Linked DNA regions of Mus musculus: all the other regions are linked to region 2. A link is a contact called in public HiChIP or PLAC-seq and promoter capture Hi-C data. All regions are on one chromosome and are shown on one strand. Each heading gives the region's core, a stretch centred on a gene start, on an enhancer-like site or on the middle of the called end of the contact. The rest is flanking DNA. Distances are from core to core; before and after follow the strand shown. Region 1 overlaps Atp8b4 (ATPase, class I, type 8B, member 4). Region 2 holds the start of Eid1 (EP300 interacting inhibitor of differentiation 1). Region 3 overlaps Atp8b4 (ATPase, class I, type 8B, member 4). Region 4 overlaps Atp8b4 (ATPase, class I, type 8B, member 4).

What was found. Promoter capture Hi-C pulls out the DNA fragments that hold promoters and counts their contacts. HiChIP or PLAC-seq counts read pairs in DNA pulled down with a chosen protein or histone mark.
Region 1: a contact with region 2 is called in an H3K27ac HiChIP or PLAC-seq map of cardiomyocytes, with 7 times the contacts expected there. The contact joins the enhancer-like site here to the promoter of Eid1 in region 2. A contact is called at or near these places in 12 of 39 promoter capture datasets (the 3T3-L1 cell line, 3T3-L1-derived adipocytes, the HPC-7 cell line and 9 more), 1 of 484 Hi-C or Micro-C datasets (3T3-L1-derived adipocytes), 4 of 115 datasets of contacts at active chromatin or transcription factors (astrocytes, cardiomyocytes, embryonic forebrain and 1 more) and 1 of 9 other capture datasets (embryonic stem cells).
Region 3: a contact with region 2 is called in a promoter capture Hi-C map of the HPC-7 cell line, with 7 times the contacts expected there. The contact joins the enhancer-like site here to the promoter of Eid1 in region 2. A contact is called at or near these places in 10 of 39 promoter capture datasets (the 3T3-L1 cell line, the C10 cell line, the HPC-7 cell line and 5 more), 1 of 484 Hi-C or Micro-C datasets (bone marrow-derived macrophages) and 4 of 115 datasets of contacts at active chromatin or transcription factors (astrocytes, bone marrow-derived macrophages, fetal liver and 1 more).
Region 4: a contact with region 2 is called in an H3K27ac HiChIP or PLAC-seq map of the NIH/3T3 cell line, with 8 times the contacts expected there. The contact joins the enhancer-like site here to the promoter of Eid1 in region 2. A contact is called at or near these places in 14 of 39 promoter capture datasets (the 3T3-L1 cell line, 3T3-L1-derived adipocytes, the HPC-7 cell line and 8 more), 1 of 15 datasets of contacts at CTCF or cohesin (pro-B cells), 17 of 484 Hi-C or Micro-C datasets (the C2C12 cell line, the HPC-7 cell line, cardiomyocytes and 10 more), 4 of 115 datasets of contacts at active chromatin or transcription factors (the NIH/3T3 cell line, astrocytes, bone marrow-derived macrophages and 1 more) and 1 of 9 other capture datasets (adipose tissue).

What each region holds. Positions count from the first base shown.
Region 1 is chr2:126,449,500-126,454,797 of GRCm38.p6, reverse strand. All of the region lies in intron 6 of Atp8b4 (ATPase, class I, type 8B, member 4), which reads left to right. Among named protein-coding and RNA genes, the nearest start is that of Atp8b4, 39 kb to the left of the region's middle. Within about 2 kb of position 3,942, at least 44 of the 459 cell types and tissues checked have an H3K27ac peak or open chromatin away from gene starts, as enhancers often do. A contact at or near this core is called in cardiomyocytes, where this site is marked.
Region 2 is chr2:125,670,276-125,676,214 of GRCm38.p6, reverse strand. Eid1 (EP300 interacting inhibitor of differentiation 1) reads right to left here and starts at 3,115. Exons shown (of 1, transcript NM_025613.3): 1 at 572-3,115. The coding sequence starts at 3,023. The coding sequence ends at 2,544. It overlaps Shc4 (SHC (Src homology 2 domain containing) family, member 4), which reads left to right. Exons shown (of 12, transcript NM_199022.2): 5 at 5,895-5,939.
Region 3 is chr2:126,397,520-126,402,970 of GRCm38.p6, reverse strand. Atp8b4 (ATPase, class I, type 8B, member 4) reads left to right here. Exons shown (of 28, transcript NM_001080944.3): 13 at 5,175-5,383. Among named protein-coding and RNA genes, the nearest start is that of Atp8b4, 91 kb to the left of the region's middle. Within about 2 kb of position 3,755, at least 7 of the 459 cell types and tissues checked have an H3K27ac peak or open chromatin away from gene starts, as enhancers often do. A contact at or near this core is called in the HPC-7 cell line and bone marrow-derived macrophages, where this site is marked.
Region 4 is chr2:126,425,968-126,431,800 of GRCm38.p6, reverse strand. It overlaps Atp8b4 (ATPase, class I, type 8B, member 4), which reads left to right. Exons shown (of 28, transcript NM_001080944.3): 8 at 4,374-4,444. Among named protein-coding and RNA genes, the nearest start is that of Atp8b4, 63 kb to the left of the region's middle. Within about 2 kb of position 2,335, at least 18 of the 459 cell types and tissues checked have an H3K27ac peak or open chromatin away from gene starts, as enhancers often do. A contact at or near this core is called in the NIH/3T3 cell line, where this site is marked.

The DNA.
Region 1 (5,298 bases), core at 2,693-5,192, 780 kb before region 2:
CAGTACCATAAGGTTTATCTTTAGCTCTATCCCTGTATACTTTTGAGTTATCATGAATGGATATTTTTCCTGATATTTTTTCAAGAAGTCTGTTGTCAATGCATATAAAAACTATTGATTATTTCATATTGACTTTGTATCCTGCTAATTTACTGAAACTATCAGCTTCAAGAGTTCTTTGATGGAGTTCAGTGGATTCTTTGAAGTATAGAATTATATTGTCTGTCAAATGGATAATTTGACTTCTTCATTTTCAGTTTTTACTCTCTTTATATTTTTTTCTTGCCTGAATAAGACTGAAAAGAAAGAGCACCCTTGTCCTGTGCCAGTGTTTAAAGGATTGGTGTGATGCTGGCCAGAGGCTTGCCATATGTAGTCTTTAGTATGCTGAGCTGTCTTCTGCATAATTTTGGTTTTGTCGGGGCTTTTCTCCCCCTCCTCCAGGCAAGGTTTTTCTGTGTAGCCCTGGCTGTCCTGGAACTTGCTTTGTAGACCAAGCTGGCCTTGAACTCAGATCTGGCTGACTCTGTCTCTTGAGTGCTGGGATTGAAGGTGTGCACCACCACTGCGCTGCAGTCATCAGAGATTTCTTATCAAGAAGGTTGTTTAACTTTGTCAAATGCCTTTGCTGCATCTATGAAGAAGATCACATAATTTCTGTCTTAAGTCTGTTAATATGGTATATTACGCTTTATTGATTTGCTATGTTGAACCTATCTTGTATTCTTGGGACAAAATTATCTTGCTTATGATGAGTACTCTTCTTAGCGCACCCTTGAATTCAATTTATGAGCATTTTGCTGAGGTTCCTGTCCACTAGAGAGATTGGTCTGCAGCTTTCTTTCTTTGTCTGGTTTTGGCATCAGAGTTATAATTGTTTCATAGGATACATTTGATTGTGTTCCTTCTCTATCCTATAGGAAAGTTCGAGAAGTGTTAGTATTAAATCTTTCTTTTATATATATATATTTTTTTAATTAGGTATTTTCCTCATTTACATTTCCAATGCTATCCCAAAAGTCCCCCATACCCTTCCCCCCACTCCCCTATCCATCCACTCCCACTTTTTGGCCCTGGCGTTCCCCTGTACTGGGGCATATAAAGTTTGCACAACCAATGGGACTCTCTTTCCAGTGATGACTGACTAGGGCATCTTTTGATACATATGCAGCTAGAGTCAAGAGCTCCAGGGTACTGGTTAGTTCATATTGTTGTTCCACCTATAGGGTTGCAGATCCCTTTAGCTCCTTGGGTACTTTCTCTAGCTCCTCCATTGGGGGCCCTGTGATCCATCCAATAGCTGACTGTGAGCATCCACTTCTGTGTTTGCTAGGCCCTGGCATAGTCTCACAAGAGACAGCTATATCAGGGTCCTTTCAGCATTGAAAAATTTGTAGAATTCAGCAGTGAATCCATCCAACCCAATGTATGATAGCGTTTACGGGACCCAGTCTTATGCAGGTCTTGTGCAGATAAAGACAGCTGCAGGGAGTTCATAAGTGCAATGACTACGTCCCTTCCAGAAGACATCTTTGTGGTGCACATTTTCCCTATCCCCTGGCTCTGACACTCTTTCTGCCCCTCCTCTGTGATGTTTCCTGATAGGCGCTTACACTTTGTAGTTGAGAATCTGCAACAACAATAAAACCCCACACTACTGGGCTTAGTGTGTTGGTTGCTGGTACACACTGAGCATGTCTCTCTGTGCCTTCTAAATGGAAGAGTGGGACTCTCGATCCATGGGAGGATTAATGCTCCCTACACTGAGCTACGCCATCTTACTTTGATTGGAATGGAGACTTTTGGTTTACACACTGGAGAAGACAGTGGGATCACATATTGTGGTCACACCATTGTGATTGCAGCATGTAAAAAGATCTTGCATATTTGAAAGAAAAACTTGAGGAGAAGAATCTTTCTGGTTTTCAAAAGCAATGTCAATGAGACATTCTTTCATAGATTTAACAATGAATTCAGAAGTAAAGAAATGGGAATAGTTTGGAGTGCTATTTGGATTCAGTGAAAGCACAAAAATAAAATTCATCTTTACCTCATGTTGCTAATTCACAATAAAAATATTTCAGAAAGTTTCACTCTCAAAAAATTAATTGCACTTTTCAAACCATCTTGGCTTGGCCCTTTCTTGGGCAGTTTCCCTTTGCCGGCTTTGTAGACAGGAGGATTTGCTTGCCAAAGGGCTGACTTCTGTACACAGGCTGCAAAGTTGTTATAGTTATTATAACAATTTTCCATCATAGCCAATGACTATGCTGCATAGATAGAATTTTTAAGGGTTGAGTTTCTAAAGGGCAACTATTTCCCCAAATGAGGTGCATCTTGATATAATAGGGTGTTGTAACGCTTTCAAAGTCTGCACATGGAGTTTTTAGTAGTAGACCTATTTTCCTTTAAGGTTTATATAACACAGAGAACTGTGAAAGATCCTTCAAAGCGCCTCTCACACAATATTGAATCCAGGTTTGGTAAAGGAGGTTGACACCACACACCCCTCAGCAAACAAGGTGGGAATCCAGCTCTTTCCCCCTCACAGTTGTCCTCTGGCCTTTTACTCTCCCTTGTCCTCCAGTGTCTGGTGCACAGTGTGTCTGGCCCCATTGTCTTTCCTCAGCATCTGGGGCTCATCATGTGTGTCTCCCCATTGCCCCTCAGTAAGGCTCGAATTGTTCTTGGCTCCAATTGGATCCCATTCCTGTTGTAACCTGATTCTCTTATTATAGACAACAATGGGACTTACTCATGCAGCAGGCCCTATTGTATCTCTCCTTTATAAAAAGTATTAGATTGAGGGTTCAGAAAACCCAAGCCAAAACTCCAGAGATCTTGGGGGGTGGTGAGACTATTAACTTTAGAAATGTAGTCTTGTTTCAATCCAAGCTCAAAGATTGTCTATACTGAAAAGATGTTTTTTGATAGTATTTGGTTGATTGCTCACTTGCATCAAGGCTTCTTCCTAAAAGTTTCTACTATTGGATCGTTCTGCCTTCAGGTCCCTGAGATATGCTTAGTGGGTTAATTTTCTCCATGAATTTTAAATTAGCAGATGAATGGTCTATTATGGATAGAAATGTTGGAATGTTAAGCTTATGAATGAAACACTGAAGTTACTTTTGACCTTGCTTTCTAGATCCAAGTTAATTTATATTTGACACATTCTGTTGTTTTGTGTCCCTTGTCTTTGCCTTTTCTGTTCTATTCCTCTGTGCAACGGTCTTTTCAGATACAATTGTGATTGTATTACTATATTCTACCATGCTGGCAGCCTTTCTAACCTCCAACCTACAGAACTTATGGGTGTGGTCTTATTTAGAATAAAATTGTTTACTTTTGCAGGTATAATTTAGATGTTGAGGTAAGATGACCCTGGATCAGGGTATATACTAGACTCAACCACAGATATCTTGAGATAGAGAAAAGAGGGCAATATGGGGGCGGAGGGAGAGGGACAGGGGAGGAGGAGGAGGAGGAGGAGGAGGAGGAGGAGGAGGAGGAGGAGGAGGAGGAGGAGGAGGAGGGAGCAGGTAGCAGGCATTCGACCTACCTAGCCCCACAAGAAGGGACTCAAGGGCTACTGGAAGCTAGCAGGGAAAGCAGACAGACCTACCCCCTTTTCCTGAGGGATTCCATTCTTGCGCACACCCTGCTAACAGACCATCCTACTCCTTTAAGCCATGTATTCGGAGTGATTCGTTCCCTCAGTCCAGAGAACACTTAAAGCAGGCCAGTGACTTCTAAATTAGACCTAAAGACAAAAGAAGCTTGGAAATGTCCTCGCTGTTGAGATGAGTCGCAGGTGCAATTGACCAGTTACTAAAATAAGGAAGTGCGGGGAGATCCCAGGAGACGGGAACTGAATGTTGCTGGGGGAACGGAATGGACTCCAAAGGACGGAGGAAGAATTGTGCTCCATGCCAGATGGGCAAACTACCAGGTCTGCCTGGCTCTAGACGCTGGCATGGAGGGTAGAGATGGCCCGCGGGGCCTGCACAGACCTTGCCTTCCGAGCAAGGCGTTTTGAATTGGCTGGTTGACAGTTTGTGTTCGCCCCTGGCCCCATCTGGTGTCCTTGTCCCTCCCAGGCATGTGTGTTCAGATTGGCCTCCCCTTCACACTGCTAAATTTAAGGCTTCATTTAGAATCAAATGCTCTCCTGGCCGGCTGCCTGAGGAGTCACATGTGGAATGCTGAGGCACTTAGGCAGGGGGATGAGGCCCTTGCTTTGGGAGAGGGGGTCTGGAAACCATATGAACTGTAAATAGTTTTAGAATATAAAAAATATTAAGTCTTCTGCCAGAAGGAAAGAATTGTTCCCCACTCCCCCTTCCTTGACTTAGTTATTAAGTGTCTGTTGGAAATTACTGGCCCTGATCGCACAGTCTGTTTACTGTCTCTATCAGCCGACAAGGGGCGTCAACTCTTTAAACACTTGCACAGTAGAACTAGGATCTGAGATCATAGAGCCCACACTTAAACTGCTACGTGCCTGATTTTGGAAGGAAATTTGCTTTCTTCCATATAATTTTTCCCACTGAAAGTTTAATGAAACAAATAATACAATATATATGTAAAGATATAAGAAAAAGACAAATTAAAACTAGAAAACAGGACGTGCACTCTTTTTTCCTGTGCCCCAGGATACACAGGTTCTAAGCTGCTTCTGGCCCCAGGGACAGCTCAGTGAGCGTCCTATTTTCTTGGTTGTCATTTTGCTTTTACACCCAACCCTTCATTACAGAGGGAAATTCCAAAAGGCTTTTATTTTCCTTGTGCGTTAGTTCCCTTGGCTGAGGGGCTGCCCTCTTTCTGCTCTCAGCCTGGCAGGGGCAGCCTCTCTTTCTGTTTTGGAGACTAGCTGCTGATTCTTCAATCTTCGCTTTCTTCTTCCTTTCTCTCCGGACTGCAGCATGTCTCTTCTTGCATCTCCTTTTAAGGACGAAGACCAGGGAACTTTGGAGTTGAGAGACAATGAAGGAAAATAGTATTCAACAATCATGGCAGAGAACATTTGAGAACAGTGGCTATTTAAAACTGCAGATTTGAGTGTTTTTGTTTTTCTTTTAAACTTTATTTATTGTAATTTTTTATTTCTAGAAATTAGAATATAACTCCATCAATCTCCCCCTTCCTGTTTCTCCCTCCAATCCCTCCCAGGTACCCACCTATTCTCTCTCAAAGTTATGGCCCCCTTTTCTTTAATTGACTTTAATTTTTAATTAAATTTTATTTTATTTAAAAATTTTATTTATTTTATTAAATATTTTAAGTTTTCTTTATTTTTTA
Region 2 (5,939 bases), core at 1,866-4,365:
AAAACTTGCCCTAGCTGGGCTTTTTAGAAATTCTCAGAGATGTCTTCTGAACTCCATGTGTACCATGGTATGAGCATGTGAAGTGCACACACACACACACACACACACACACACACACACATCTTAAAATAAAAATGCCAGGCATGTTGGCACATGCCTTAAATCCCAGCATGCAGGAGGCAGAACTCTGTGTGTATGAGCCCAGCCTGGTCTAGTTCTAGGACAGCTGGAGCTACATAGTGAGACCCTATCGCCACAAAACTAAAGATAAATACAAGAGGGTCCAGTGAGTAAAAGAGTTTACTACCACGCCTGATGACCTGTGTCTGATCCCTAGGCCCCACCCAAATGCTGGGAGAGAAGCAACTCCTGAAGGTTATTTTTTGCCCTTTGCTTACTGTGGCATGAATCTCCCAGATAGATAGATAGATAGATAGATAGATAGATAGATAGATAGATAGATAGATAGATAGATAAATGCAGAATAAAGGATACAAAGAAATACCAATGCATGGCTTCTCCTCTTAACTTCCACGATATACTTTGGTCCCCAAACACAAATACACTCAAATTTATGGATATTTGTATTATATTTCTGTGGAGATGTGAACAAAAGTCTATTTACAGCAGGTAAATACCAATAACAGATCAATAAATGATTCCCTCAAGTCCAACTAGTGAGGCAATTTATTGGGTGAGTAAAAAAGAGGGCTGAGGGGTTACCCATGGAAGTGTTTGTAGCGGCTCTATCTAAATGTCCTACCCTAACATGGGTGACAGCTTCCCAAACACGAGTCCCCACCTAACATCAGCCAACCTCCCACCTTTTGTGTTTTAGCACCTTCTGAAACCACATGTAACCGGGGCAAAATTATGTACAGGTGCTTTGGAGGTACAGGAGCAACTAAAATCCCAGGTGAGGGTCTAAAATTACTAACAGGCCTGCCCAATCTTGGGGGAGGTCTCTCTCCCTCCCTCCACCACATGGACCCCAGAGATCAAACTCAGGCCATCAGGCTTGGCTATATGGCAGAAGGTACCTTTACCCACTGAACCACCTCGGCAGCCTCTCAAACAAGATGACTGTAAAACCAACCAACCAACCCCACAGAAACCCAGGAGTTATCCTACTGTCTCAGCTCTGTTCTGTATTGGTTGCCATGGTGGCATCAGCAGGGACATCGTGCTAATACATCATTTTCTTCTCAAGGAACTTCAGCATCAATTAAGCCATAGCATCACATTCACAGAGCGGGTCTTCCAGAAAACTCTGAAATTTGCTTTAACATCCCAGAACCCATTTTTTGGATATTTGATACTGGTTTACATTGTAAGCATTGGATGTTTAAATATCAAGATGGAGGCGTGGCACACACAGCAAGAGAATCCTGTATAAAGCATGTATGCAAAGCTATTAGACAAAGCAAAATACACAGAACAAGAAAATTTATTATCGCCAATGCTGGTGCATAAAGATTAACAAGCATAATTAGAAGAAGGGAGGGGGAGGGGAAGAAAGAGGCAGAGAGGGAGAGAGAGAATATGAATATCAGACACCCAGGTGGACTTCTGGGTAGGTTTAAAACCTTCAAAGTTTGACAACATAATAGCTCATACATCTTTTTATAGATACAGGCAGGATTTCTTTTTACTTGACAATTTTAGCAAACAGTTCTTACAATATGAACTTCAGTTATAGTCTTACCATCTGTCAAGGTACAAAACAGCAAGTGAAATTTCCCTAGTATAAAAGGGTATTAGAAAGTTTGTCTTTGGGCTTTCCCATACATTTTATTTAATGCATGAACTTAAAACCTTAAAAAGACATCCTGTTTCTTTCTTTACTTTGAAAATCATTACAATGGGTTTTTCCAAATTAGAGGTCACAGTAGCTTTATAAATCATGAAGATACATGTGCAGTCAAAATTCCAGAAGCGTTTGTAACACATTTTAAGATGACAGCACACATGATAACACGTCTACATTTATACCCACATTTACTTGGACTACTCTGTGGGGTAGATGAATACTCAATCTTAAACCTCAAGTTTAGCTTTTGATAACTGATGTGTATAAATCACCAAAAAGAATTTGGAAAGTTTTTTTTTTTTTCAATAGCCTTTCAGTTCGAATTAAAGACATCTTGGAATGTATTTCCCCCCATTCTTTAATTAGATTCTTGTATTGGTAGTCACAATTTACTCTTCCAAACCATCTTTAAAAGCTTAACAGAGAAAGCTCTTCTCCAATGTAAGGAAAATCATCTCGATCAACAGTCTGAACCAGAGGTTTTTGCTGAGCCCCTGTGAGACCAAAGAGGAACGATTTGGTCTTTTTCTCCTCGCGATTCTCAGGTTTAACACTCCTCCTTCCTCGATTCTCCTTTTCCACAATGCATGGTCATTCACTGTCCCGTCTTCTATTCCGAGAAACAAAAACCAACTGTTTTTATTTTTTGCACAGAACTATTTGGAATGAACCCCAAAATAGCAGAATGTTGAATCTCTCCCTCTCAGGTAGTTTCCTCCTCTCTCGTCAGCATTTACTCTCGATCAATGATCTCATCACAACCGAGCTCTTCGGTCAGTCGATTGACAACCATCAGCGAAAACAGCTCTTCGATAAAAGCTAGCTGGTCGAAAGGGCTCTTCTCACACCGCGCCTGAAAGCCGCCATCCAGGGCATCTCCGGCTCGCGCGGTTCGCAGGAACACCTTGTTGGCTTCCTCCAGGGCGGCGGACACCCTGTGCATCGCGCCGCTCCAGCGCTCCTCTTCAGGGAACTCGTAGTCGTCCTCCCAGTCATCAAACTCGTCGCCTTCCAGGTCCGCGCCAGCCTCGGGGAACAGACCGCGCTGGGCGCGGGCGGCGGCCGGCCCGGCCTCCTCCTCCATGGGGCCCTCCTCCGGGGCCGGCCCGCGGGCCCCGCGGCCTACCTCCATATAGCCCTCGCCGGGCAGCACGTCCATCTGCAACTCGTTGCTTTCTTCGTACAGCTCGCAAAGCTCTGCCATCTCCGCCATGGTGGAAGCGACTCGACCAAGGTGGAAAAAAAAAAGGAACCTTTTGCAGAGACGGGCGCGCGAACGGGCGTGGTGCGCGTGCGCAGGCAAGAGGGCGTGCGTGGAGCGCGAGCTGGGGGGGGGGGGCGCGTGCGCAGGCGAGTGGGCATGCGTGATGCGCGTGCGGAGCACGTTTCACGTGCGCAAACGGGTAGGCGGGCGTGGTGCGCGTGCCAGCATGGCGTGCGTGTGCTGGCGAGTAGGCCGCTTGGTCCACGGGGGGGGGGGGGGGCGTGGTGCGCGGGCGCGGGCGCGGGCGCGAGCTCTTCCCTTCCCACCCCTCACCCCCTATGTTTCCCGGACTCCCACCTCACCCTCACACCCACTCAGGACCCGCGATGCTTCCGCTGGTGACCCACCTGGAGACCAGCTCTAAGTTCCTTGCCAAGTGCTTGCTTTGCCTAGATGGAAAGCCCTGGCCTTCTGTCACAGATGCCATCTCTCCTCCACCTCCCTGCCTCCCCAGCGTTCCTGTGATCAGCATGTCCATTACCTCTCACCATTTCAAATCCCACTAGTCCCGTCCTGCGCACTGAGAAAATTTAACTTTTCGGTTTTTTTCTTCTGAATTTATTGAAGTTGACCTAACCAAAGATAAATTGTGTGTATGTCCACACGTATATACCATGGGGAAACTAAACCACATACATGTGTGAGTACTAGGATAAAGAAAGGTGGAAAATAGGCTATACATATTTTAAATATATACAGATAATCACGCGCCACGGTTGCTCTACAAACTTAAACTGTAGCCAATAGTGTTTGAGAATATCCACACCCTTACCACGTATTGTTTTATGGAATTAATATAAGTAAACTTAAGTTTTATCAATTTGATCTCTCTTTCGTGTGTATGCGTTTGTTTGCCTGTCTGTAATGTTTGTGTGCCACGTGTGTGCATTGTGCCTACAGAGGCCAAAAGAGGGCGTTGGAACTCCTAGAAACGAAGTCAGTTGTACACTGCCCTGTGATTACTGGGAGTCGAACCCTGGTCCTTAGTGTGAGCAGCCGATGCTGTTTACTGCTGAGCCATTTCTCCAGCCTTGATTGTATCTTTATAATCTTTCCATAGCTTTAGTTTATTATTCGTGGATGCAATGGCCCTGTCATGTCCAAGAGACAATGCTCCATAGCATTCCTCTTTATCTTATATAATTTTTGCCAATGGTCATTTTTTATATTCTTCAGCGAACTTTTCTCCAAAGTGTTACATGATCCTTACTAGTTTTACATACTTGAACATATTTGTATGAAATCTTCCTCTTTATCCATTAAATGAAGTTTCTCATGAGCTGTTATTGGAATATAATCTTTGCATGTTGATTTTTGTTCTTATTGAAATGTTAATAGAGAAAAGTGCACAGGTAATGTGTGTGGCTTAATTATCACAAGCTACATATATTTGTTTACTTACTACCCAGAAGAAAAGGCATCATTCGTGGATCCCAGAAAACCACTCTTCTCTCTTTTTGTGCCTCGTGAATAACCACAATTCAGACTTTATGCAAATAGTTCAATAAAAAGTTTGCCAGTTTTGATAAATGAAACGATGTATTGATATATTCTTTGTTTTGACTTCTTTTTTAACCCAACAAATATGTTGTCATATTTTAAGCAGTCTACTATTTGAATATCACAATAGTCACCTTCAGGATTGCTTCTAATTCAGGGCTATTATAAATAGCCTAGTTATTTCATTTCCTAAGGAAACATCTTGTTGCACAACTTTATTCAATTATTGTTGAGTATGCTTCTAGGAGCAGTTTTGCTTGGCTGTCTTGTATGTACAGCCTTCGTAGGTTCTGCCTCACAGTTCTGCAATCAGGATTCATTGGTAGTTGCATAGCTGGCATTTTAATTAACCTTTAAAACCTATACAAGTCAGTTATTGCACTGTGATTTCCAAACACAAGCAAACAAATTAGAATCTCCAATAAAACAATCATTTTGGGTTAAATTAGTGCAGTTATTTGGCTAGTGATATCAGAAGTCTTTATGTTTTTCAATCGTTTTTAGGTTTATGTGTGGGTGTTTTGCCTACTTGTGTGTACTATGTACATGTTCTGTGCCCCTAGAGGCCAGAAAAGGGCTTTGCATCTTCTGGAACCAGAGTCACAGGTTGTTTGAGACAACATGTTGGTACTGGGACTGGAACCAGGGTCCTTAACCTCTGAGCAACCTCTCTATCCCCCATGTTAGAAATCTTAATATTAGTGTGTTTGGATACATAGTAGTGAATAACTAAACAAAAGTAAATACACTAAGTCTATAAACAGAAAAAATAAATAAGAGTATGAAGGGAAGGGGGGAAATGTTCTGGTTAAATTGATGACACATGTTTCCAAGTCTGCTTTTTTAACTCTCAGCTCTCAATTTTTCTGGAAAGAAATTTTTATATTCCAGAAGGCTTCACTCACATGACAGCAAAAGATGGCCCCATTGGGCAAGTGTGGGTGTTCCTTAGTGGCAGAGAGAGATATTTTTCCTTCTACTACTGATTCCAGCTTCTCCCACAAAACACTGATTGGCTGTATCTAGAGAGCGGTGTTGAGTAGATTGCTGATTGGATAGTTAGACCTAGAACGTATGTCTACCTAGGTGAATAGGGCAGAGAGAAAGGCACCATGGGTCAGATGAGAGTAGAGAACGTAACTTAATGGTAGAGTAAATCCTTAGGATACACAATACTTCAGTTTCAATCCCAATAGCAAAACAACAACAAGAGTTTATTTTAGAATGCAGACAGTATAGTTTCTAAAGGGATGCTAAGTAAGTAGAAACAAATCAAACACATTATAGTGTTAAAATGTTTAATTTGCTTTTGTTTTCCAGATTATTGCAAATCACCAAATGCAATCGATTTCATTTGCCTCTGGA
Region 3 (5,451 bases), core at 2,506-5,005, 730 kb before region 2:
GATCAGTAAAATTGAGTTGGTTTAAGGTAAGAAAAAGAAAAACCCAGGATGTCTTGAGATGTGGCCTTCCAGCCATTGGTCTGCCTCAGATACTTGGATGCAGGTGCTGTCCTACCACTCACTACTCCTGTAACATTGGGAAAATCACCTCACCATTAACTTCTTAAGCTTCTTCACTTTAAAAAAGTGGGCAAAATATAAGTCCTATCTCATAGGATTATCTGAGGACTCAATGAATGTCTGGCATACTCTAAAGCTTAATGAGTAGCAGTCTCCCTTATTTTTGGCAGCATCATAAATAAATACAGAAAGGACCCAAAGTAAGGTAGGTGATAGTACCTGGCTATTGTAGGTAACTATGGTTCTTAATTCCCACTATTCTGGTGTACAGTTTCTAGATCTAGTTTCACAGAGTGATATTAAAATGGTCTGTCATTGTCTGTATCAACCTTCAACTTTGTGTGTGTGTGTATGTGTGTGTGTTCTCTTTTCCTCTCTGTGAGTGAATATTTGTTCTTTTGTTCTTTCTGTGTGTTCTCTTTCTCCAAACATAAGTATGTTTTCTTCTCTCTGTACCCATTTCTCTTTTTTCATACATGTATGTGTGTGACAGAGTGTGCTCCACAAGGTTTAGGTAAGTCTACCTGAGACATTCTCTATCCCAATCCTACCAAGACTGAGTCAGTCCCCAAGATCCTGGAGCGAGGACAGGCTTGGCTGTGTGTGTTTTTTTTTTTTTTAATGCTTGCCATCAATACTAACAATATACAAAGCCACCAGCCCTGACTCTCCTCTAATTATGACTAACTTCTCTTTTCTCTTTCCAAAAACTAAGCCACAGTGAAACAAAGAAAGTTAATGAACAAAATTCACTCTTGTTTTGGATAGTGGTAAGGAAACTGAAATGTCAAGTTGTGGGAAATTGACTTGAAGTAGGGACATGTGGCCACAACACCACAAATTGCTCCGGGCAGTCTGGAGCTGTGGGCAGCCTGGACTCTGTGTAATCTGTATTCTACTGGCTCATCTTCAGTACTGAGAGTCTCTTATGCTTGAATCCCATTATAAAGCCTGCAATAAATGCCATTCTTTGCCAGAAAAGCCATGATCAACTTTGTTGATTTCTGGATTCCTTTCTATTAAAAAAATAGCACCCACCTTTGATCCATGTGTACATTAATCATTTATATCTGATCTCAGTACAGTGCTTCATTGCTTAAAACTAGTCTTTTATGCATTGCTTTTTATTATTTCAAAATCGCTCTCTGCCATTCTATAATCTGACATGAATATGAGGACTTGCCACATTCCATAGATGGCTATGTTTCCTTTCTTTTTTTAATGTCTTGCATGAGCCACTAAACACACTTTATCTTACTTATGTATCCCCCAAATCTTCTGAAGTAGCTCTTGCTGAAATGGGGAGTTGATTCGTTCATGGATTACATAGCTCATTAGATCAGAATGAAGATCTAAATCTGCACTGCCTGACATTTGCACCTTGTTTCTCCCCTGGCTCTAAACTGTGTGATTTGGGACCGGTGAGGATAAAAAACTGGGGTTTTCCTCTCTCTGAATAACTGATCTTGATCTCAACTTGAGGGGAAAGCATTTCAAGAAATTTCAGGCTGTTTGGTCCTAAGTGCTCAAACACTCTGATACAGGAACACGTGTGTCTATGATGAAGACTGAAGCCCCCGACCCAAGCCCCCATTAGGCTTTTGGATAAGGTACAATACATAAACTAATGCCATATGGTGAAAGTCATGATTTGCTTTGAACAGTTAAAAGTTCCAGGTGAGCAGAGACATTTATTCTTATATTTTCATGCTGTCAGTGTGTTTATGCACTTAGAAAGATCCAGCCACAGGTTATGTGTGTATGTGTACTTGTGTGCGTGCATGTGTGTGTATGTCTCTCTATGTGTGTGTGTGCATGTGTGTGTGTGTGCCTGTGTATGTCTCTTTGTGTGTGTGTGTGTGTGTGTGTGTGTGTGTGTGTGTGTGAAAGAAAGGGCTGCATGTAGTACGGCCACTCCCCTAAACCCTCTCTTTCTAAGCAAAAAGGAGATCTATCTTCTTTATAGGCTATTTTTAGGCTCAGGAACATAAATGCATTTTGCAGATTCCCATTGGCTTGTAGTGCATCATGGGAGAATAAAAAAGACTGCTACAAACCTGCTTTGAATTTACAAGGAGCTACCAGGTTTGCAGACAATTCAAAGCTTTGAGTGATTTTTGCAGAGTGGCCCTCCTTTCAGGGCCAATATGTCTTCCAGGATCCTCAGGAGATGCTCAGGACTGCTGGTCATACTGAACATTACATGTCCATTTCTCCTGTTTTATGCATAAATATTTATAATGAAGTTTAACTTACAAATCAGGCACAGTAATAGATTAACAATAAAGTGAACAAATGTAAAAATTATAATCGCATAGTACAGTAAAAGTTATATAACATGGCTTTCTTGTTTCAAGGTATTACATTGTTCTGTGTGTACCCTTGTGTCTTAGTCAGGGTTTCTATTCCTGCACAAACATCATGACCAAGAAGCAAGCTGGGGAGGAAAGGGTTTATTTAGCTTACACTTCCATACTGCTATTCATCACCAAAGGAAGTCAGGACTGGAACTCAAACAGGTCAGGAAGCAGGAGCTGATGCAGAGGCTATGGAGGGATGTTATTTACTGGCTTGCTTCCCCTGGCTTGCTCAGCTTGCTTTCTTATAGAACCCAAGACTACCTACCAGCTCATGGATGGCACTACCCACAATGGGCCTTCCCCACTTGATCACTAATTGAGAAAGTGCCTTACAGCTGTATCTCATGGAGGCATTTTCTCAACTGAAGCTCCTTTCTCTGTGATAACTCCAGCTTGTGTCAAGTTGACACAAAACCAACCAGTATACCCTGCTTTGATATATGATGATATAATGTCAGAAGGATAGGATGAAGTGTGGTTGATGACTTAAGCATTGTGATAACATTACCTGGACACAGACACTTCAGTGCCCTACTAATAGATCTGGTAGCTAAGATGGCTGCTATGTGGATAGTGTATGCTGAGGAATGTATCAGCTAAGGGTCTATCACATCTCAGGTGTGGTAGATCCAGGCAGAGCAGGATAGGATGGGGTAACAGTTCACCCTTTGGGAGCATTACACAACTTAAAGCAAAAATTGTTTAATTTTGGAATTTTCCATCAAATATGTTTTGGATACAGTTAATTGTGGGTAACTGAAACTATAGGAAGTGAACCTTCAGTAAGGGGAGATTATTGCGTAATACCATAGTGAAGGCCAGGTTTGCATTGCCTGTAACAGATGCTGGGATTCTGGTTATTGTGTGTGTGTGTGTGTGTGTGTGTGTGTGTGTGTGTGTGTGTGTGTGTGAGTTGGGTTAGTCACTTAATCTTGCAAGCCATAATTTCCTAATTGGTGAAGTTAGAGACTAGAGGGCTAGAACCTACTCACTTGACACGGTCTGCCTGTTTAGGACAGGTTGGATGATGGGTCTGAACTGTTATTAGTCCTAACACCTCCCCATGTAAAGGAATAAGGAAACAGTAAGCTACTCTGCAAAAACCCGAGCCAGAGTGGCTAGTTAGGGATGCAGGGAGAGGGGCAGAAAAGTAAAACACACATTAAAATATATAAACACATGCAGAATTAAGATCTGTTCATCTTTCTCTCATAGGGTTTTATGTTAGTCATTGTGTGGTTTTAGTTTAGGGGAAACTCAGAGATGACCTGGTCTCATGTTACTCTGAGAGGGAAGTATTGTGCCCAGCCTTTAGAACTAGATGCACAGCATTCAGAATTCTCACACACCATCTAGCCCTCTTCCTGTAAAGATAAGAAATCCTACTCAGATCAGAAATAAATTGTAGGTCGGTGCTATTATTGGTGCAATTTTATGTTCTTTCAAATGCTCTTATTAATATACAAAGACATGAATTGAAGTTCAATGAGTAAAGACAGGACTAATTAAACTAAAACAAACCAATTCAGAAAAAAATCATGCATACAAGTGATTATAAACCTAGGCATCCAAAATGATATACACCCCTGATAGAATTCAGCTAAGTATCTGATAATGTGAGACACACACACACACATACACACACACACACACACACACACACACACACACACACACACACACAGGACTTTAAAGTTTTTTTTTTTTAGATCAGCAATAATTAAAAAACCTAGCCTATCAATAACAAACATGATGTCCAGGAACAAATCTGTCCTGCTGTGGTATGGAACTATATAAAAATAAAGCAAAACTGAATATGTTACAATATAATACCTTTAAAATGGGATTTCTGGGAAAAAACCATATTCTTATCATTGAGGCTGCCCTTAATTTTATGAAATACAGTTTTTTTCCAAGCAGTTAATACAATAGAAGCCTAAGAAAATCCCTTAATAAATTTCTATGAAAACTGATACCTCACATTGCAATAATCTTTTGGGCACCCCATTTGGCATCATAGATGACAGACATTTGGACTTAGTCCTTTGGCCACAGACTTCCCCTTTCTGGAGTTTGAATGTATAATCCATTACTGCACAAAGACTGCACTCTTCCTAGTAGACGGACAGTGACAAACTGTTTTTAGCCAGGATTGATCACGGTTTGTTTACTGCTTAGTGGAGACTTATTGCTGACTTCTTTTGAAAGTAAAACCAGATCAATGTCTCAGGACACATTTCTTCCAACTAGATATATGCCAAATATCTTCCAACTAGATATATGCCAAATATCTTCCAACTAGATATATGCCAAATATCTTCCAACTAGATATATGCCAAATATCTTCAGTAAGGAACCATTTACTCTGCGATGCAGATTGAGTTTCAAGTGAATGTGCCACAGAAAACACTCTACTGGGCTTTTTTAATAGAGAGAACCGCAGGCCCTTGCCTGAGGCTTTCTGATGAGCCAGCCATATCACTTTATGATGCTGAAAGGAAATACCTTGGGCACCAAGGTTTATGGGCAGATTTTCAGTGGAGGCATTTCTGAAGATTGCTAGGACCTAAGGACAAAGCACTTATATATTTTTGTTTTTAAAAGTCTTGAGGATTTTGGCAAAGCTTTGCGTGTTCATGTATTGACAGGTTCTCTCTGTCCTTTCTTCTTCTCTTTCATGTTAATGGACCACAGTGTGGAAGTAATCCGTCTGGGACACAGTTATTTTATAAACTGGGACCGGAAGATGTATTATGCTTCGAAAGCAATGCCTGCTGAAGCCCGGACGACCACTCTAAATGAGGAACTGGGCCAGATCGAATATATCTTCTCTGACAAAACAGGAACTCTCACCCAAAACATCATGACTTTTAAAAAATGTTCCATTAATGGAAGAGTCTACGGTAAGGGAATAGTTTCTCTTAATGATACCAAATAAATAAGTAAATAAGTAAATAAATAAATAAAAAAA
Region 4 (5,833 bases), core at 1,086-3,585, 760 kb before region 2:
AACTCCTCAAGCGCTATAGTCTGTTTTTCTCAGAACAGTTGCTTTTAGTCGGGGTTCCTGAATAGGAAACTCCAGGCCTGGCAATTGGAAATCAAACGATTTGTTGTGTCTTCGTTTTAGTGCATCTCTATCTGTTCAAAGTTAGAACTTTCAATCCATTTATACCTGTTTATCAGTAAATTCTGGACAAGAACTAACACACCTCCTTGTCTCACCCTTCCTCCCTCCCTTCCATCTTCCCCCTCTAACTCCTTCCCCCGCTTCTGTTAATTCAAGAGCACAGAATTTGGAGCTGAATTCTAGACCTCCAAATGTTGTAATTCATGTCACAATGAGGTCAGCATGCATTAGGAGAACCTCACAAGCTTGCTGGAAACACATTAGAGTTCTCTGTTACCAACCACCCTTTTCTCATTCTTTTATAAACAAGTTTTTTTTTCCTGTGTGTGTGTGTGTGTATGCATGTGTGTGTGCACACATATGAATGCAGGTGTGCTTGGCTATGCTGGTGGATGCGCTGGAGACACGGAGGAGACACCAAGTGTCCTCTTCTATTCTTCTCTTTCTTCCCTTGAGACACGGTCTTTCACTGGACCCGAGCCTGCCGTCGTTCAGCGAGGCTGCTGGTGTGCACGTCTCAGTGGTCTGCAGCATTGGGACTACAGGGTACTTGGTCCGACCTGGATTCATGGCTGCTAGAGATCTGAACTCAGGTCCTCATGGTTGCAATGCCAGAATTCCTAGGCACTGTTCTTAGACTCTTGTTTTATTTTCAATCATTTTTTTAATTGAAAAATTTGATCACAAAAGCCAAGCAAAACAAAATGATATAACCAGTGCTTAGTGAATGATTTTTCAACATACCCTTGCTTGGTCTGAAATTTTAAAGTTTGAGTTAGTATGTTATCTGTAATCACACCCCCTTTCACTTATGACTTCATTGTGAGCTTTGACCCATGATACACTAGTTTTTAGAATTGGTATGTTGTTCTGAGAGTAAGGATAATGTGCATGACAGCCAAGACGAAGAGCTCTGCAGTCTAGAAAGTCCTGGGAGCTCCCAAAGCGATGCTCACAATCGCCCCACAAATGCATCTTTCCCTCTGTTATGGCTCTGGTATCCCAGCACTCACACACCTGGATGTTCTGAACAGCAGCAGACAAAACAGACATACCGAGCAAAGCATGTCTGAGAAACATTTCTGTTTCTCACAGATGTCATCCTAGAACCCAGGGGCCACCACAGCAGAGTACTAGTCTTGATCAGGGCGGTGGCATTTTTCTAGTCCCACAACTTAATCCTGGAGCATTTTCAAGGATGATGCCAACACTCTAGTCTCAGGCTCTTCAAGTGGGTTGTTGACACTCACCATGACCTCTGATGGCCTCTGCTGGATATAGGGGAGTCCCTTTCCCTTTTCCCTCACAGATTTGCATAGGCAATGAATTGATTAAGTTATGAGAGTGTTTTTTATAAGTTCTTAAGAAATTTCATGGCTGTGGATTGATACTATTCCTCAGTGTTTTCTTTTCTTCTTTAACTTAACGAACATTTACACCCAATGAACCCTGGAGACAATGTATTTGGCTCTGAGGCCTCAAAGATATCCAGTAGATTATTCTCAAGTTTCTTCGGATGGGAATACTGCCTTTAAGCTTCCACTGGGTATCTGCTCGGGTTTTTCTCTTGCCCAGGAAGGCTGGGGGAAAGGTGTTTGTGTTGGAGCATGCTGCATGCTGCTTCCTATGTGGAGTCATAGCTGAATCCTTCCACCAATAACTGATAAAAGAAAAGACTAGGGGATAATGGAAGGTGGCGTTGGCCTGGTCCAGCTAGGCATCTGGACAATCACACTTTCTCTCCCTGTTGTATGTCTCTGCTATGGCCTCTCGGTAGTTTGCTCACACTACTAGCCCACCACCTCTGACAAAAGCTTGACCAAGGACTAGCAAGGCTATTGCTATAATTCTTTGCCCGTTCCCTTTCAGGATTATTGCAGAGTGCCTTAGAAAGTCTAACTCTAACTGTGTGCTAGATGCCTTTCACAACTTACTCTGCTGGATGGACACCATCAATCTTGTTCTCCCACACACACTCTTTAATGATAACTAAAAAAAGCCTCCAAGGAAGATGTTAGCAGTAGGGAAGAGAAGAGGGTGTGAGTGAGGAGAGGAATGGTCAGCGATATCAAAGGTGACATGAGAGGGTTTAGGAAGAGGTAGGAGGGTAGGTTTCCAGGGAGACAGAGTAGGGAAAGTTAGACAGGAGGGTTAAGGTACTCCCGTGTTCCAGTCTAAGTTGGGTGAGTGCTGGTTAAGAGACCTTAGCCACTAGGTGGCAGTGGAACCTTAGTCGCTTGTCTGAGGTTGAGGTGGCTCTGCCCCTGGTTTACTGCAGAGGAAGCATTAAACACAGCCAGATTCAATATTGAACAGTGACATTGCATTACCATCTACACAGAGCTCTGAGGAAAAGCTACACCAGATACCAACAGGCATCTTTATCCATGCACCATAAAGAGTTCTAATTATGCATTATTACAATAAGGAATTTTAGCTTGTGTTTAAAGTTATCTTTCTATCCTTAAGATGATAGCCGTAGCTCCAAAGGGCATTCACCTTTACCGCTAGCATGCCGTCTGCCAGGACATGGTGAAACTGGAACATATGACCGGAGATCAAGGCGAATCTACCCCCCAGCACAGATTCTTTTTTTTTTTTTGGGTCAGGATTAGGTGAGCGTTAGTGTAAGAGTGGGCCCCAGATGGACATATTCTCTGAGGGGGTTTGCATGGAACACACCGAGGGGCTCACAAAGCAGTTTCTGCCTTGACTGGCTTCTGTGGTGATTCCTTCAGAGCTGAGAGAGTCACCAGGATGCAGGGGCGTTTGTTCCTCTGGGAGCTATCATGGAGCCTTCATTTAAACAACTCTCATTGTCCCCCCCGCCCCCCGTTTTTGATAATTTAAACAACCCAGACAATTAACTGAGTGGGTTGATTTTGAACTTAAAATCTAAGACTTGAAGATAAAGCCATTATAATGTCTTTCTAAATAAAAGATTTTAGAGACTTGGACTGTCAACCTTTCAGATACACGTAGAGGTTTGTTAGGCTAAAGTTTCATAAGTTGCTGAAACTTAGGTCAGTTCTTTTTAGATGAATCCTCCAGAATTACATTTATTTTTAAATAAGAATTTTAATTTGAGAAAAAAACAAAACCAGCCAGAATTCTAAAAGTGAACTGTGATGTATTTTCTTCCTCCCCCTTTTGACATCTTTAGATGTTTTATTCAGTAAAATGTAGCAGAATTTTGGATCTTATTTTAGTATTTTTTGGAGTCTAACTGGGACATATTACCTTCAAAACTTGGTTTTATAGCACTGGTCACCACTGCTCTTTTTTTGTTTTGTTTTGTTTTCCCAATATAACATTTCTATTGATTCCCTGGAAATTTCACATCACGCACACTGATCAAACTCATTTCTCAGTCCTTCCACCCTTATGATCTCCCTTCAGGGAGGTAAAATAAAAAAAGTAAAAATAAAAATGAATAGAACCCCCTTAAGCCCAATTTGCGTTATCTGTGAACTCACTGGAGCATGGTCAAACTGTGACACCTGCCTCTCAAATAGGACTGAGCCCTTCCCGGCCGCACTCACGCCAGCCGTCAGCTGTGGAGAGTTATGCTTCAATGTCACCATCCACTTGCAAGAGTTCATTTTGGTGGCTTCCTGTCTAGGAGATGGCTCAGTCATTAAAGCCTAGGCTCACAACCAAAACTGGGTTGAAGTCTTTTCTAAAGCGTCATTTTCCAGAGCACCCTCTGCGCTCTTTGAGTGGGCCCCACTTTCTCTTGTCTCTCTCGTGTTTTACTCTTTCCCATTGCTGTGTGGGCCCCGCTTTCTCTCGTGTTTTACTCTTCCATCGCTTCCTCATCTCTTCGCCTTGCGTCCATGTTGCTCTTGTTTACTTTCATTTCTTCTTTTCTTTGGTTTTCCTTCTGTTTTATCCGCGCGTTCTCACCCTCTTGACTCCTTTCCTGCTTTAAGCGGCTCAGACACCAGCACACAAGGAGGGTTAATTCGCTCATTTATTGGAAAATGATCTCTGTTTTTCATAAGAAATTATTAAATCCAGAAAAATAGAATTCATATATGACTTTCGAAACTGGCAACCCAGATCACTAGTAGTTTGCACGTTGCCAGGAGACCTGCTCATACCCTGATGGTCCCAAAGCATGGGCACACAGAGTGGGAGGTGGTGCCTCCCTCCTCAGTGTTGCCAGGGCTATGAAGGAGGGGTGATGCATGGAGGAGAGGTTTCAACAACCCTGATTCTTACCTGTCCCTCTGTATTGGTTTCTCAACCAGGCTGACCTGCTGCTCCTGTCGAGCAGTGAGCCACACGGTCTCTGTTATGTTGAAACAGCTGAGCTTGACGGGTAAGTACTAAACCAGAGCGGCTGCTTAGGCTGTTTAACCTAAACGTCCTGAGCGACCAGAGGTGCATCTTCTGCATTTCCTTGTAAAACATAGAAGTCTACGTTGTAAAGTCCTTTGTTGTTTACTTGGCAGTAATTCTGAATTTTCCTCCTGAATTTATTTGGAAAACCCTGACTTGTCTCTTCAGCGTATTTTCTTTCAGAAACGCTCGGCTCAGTATGTGAACATGAATAATTTTACACCAGTACACTGCGGTGATGTTCCTTTTGGGGATTTTGTTTGTTTAAATTTAATTTTCTAAGGAAAATGAGAGAGTGGGAGTAAAGGCTACTGAGAAGAAAGATGGAGACTGTTTCAAAAGGCAACAAACACACACACACACACACACACACACACGCGCGCGCGCGCGCGCGCACACACCCCTCAGAGAGATGACTATGATGCTGCTTTGACACTGGCTTTGAGAGTCCAGCCACCAACCTCTTAGCTGTTCTGTTTTAGAGGATCCCATTATCTGGCTGACACCATTGACTGCTCACACTGTATAGGCACCATCTACCTGTATGCACACAGCTCACACTGTATAGGCACAGTCTATCTGTATGTGCACAGCTCACGCTGTATAGGCACAGTCTATCTGTATGTGCACAGCTCACACTGTATAGGCACCTTCTATCTGTATGTGCACAGCTCACATTGTGTAGATACCATTTATCTGTTTATGTGCAACTCAGGTGATTCGTTATGCAGTCCTGATGTAGGTACTGTGTGAGACCTACATACAGACCATGAAGCCAAGGCTCAGACAGATAGGTAACTTCCTCAAGTTGATAAAGAATAAAGGCAGGACTCAACTGGGCAACATAGAGCACACAGTTTTATCAAGTGTTTCCCAAGTTGTTGCCATGTGGAGATACTGGAGTAGCTCATCTTGTAAAACCCAGGTTTGGGAAGGACAGGTTTAGACACAGATAAAGCAGTGTTAAGAGGAAAAGCAGCAGCACTGAAACCATTCATACACTTGAAAAGAGAGCTAGCCTCAAATCAATTGTCCACTCTCTCTTGAGAACCTAGAAAATAGCAAAATAAATTAAATGCAAGCAAGAGCAAAATTCTACAAACCTGACACAAACTCGGCCAAGTAAAACAGTAGAACATGGTTGATCCTTTGAAAACATCAATTAATCTGCAAACCTCAAGCAAGGCAGACAGAGAGAAGGAAGGGAAGAGACAGATGAGCGATATCATTAACAAATGGGGAGTCAACAATATACCCCCCAAAATGCCAGCTGGATCATGAGAAATTGCTATAATCAGCTGAACACACGTACATTTGACAACATAGATGAAATGGACCATTCCTCAAAAAATACAGACCATGCACTCAC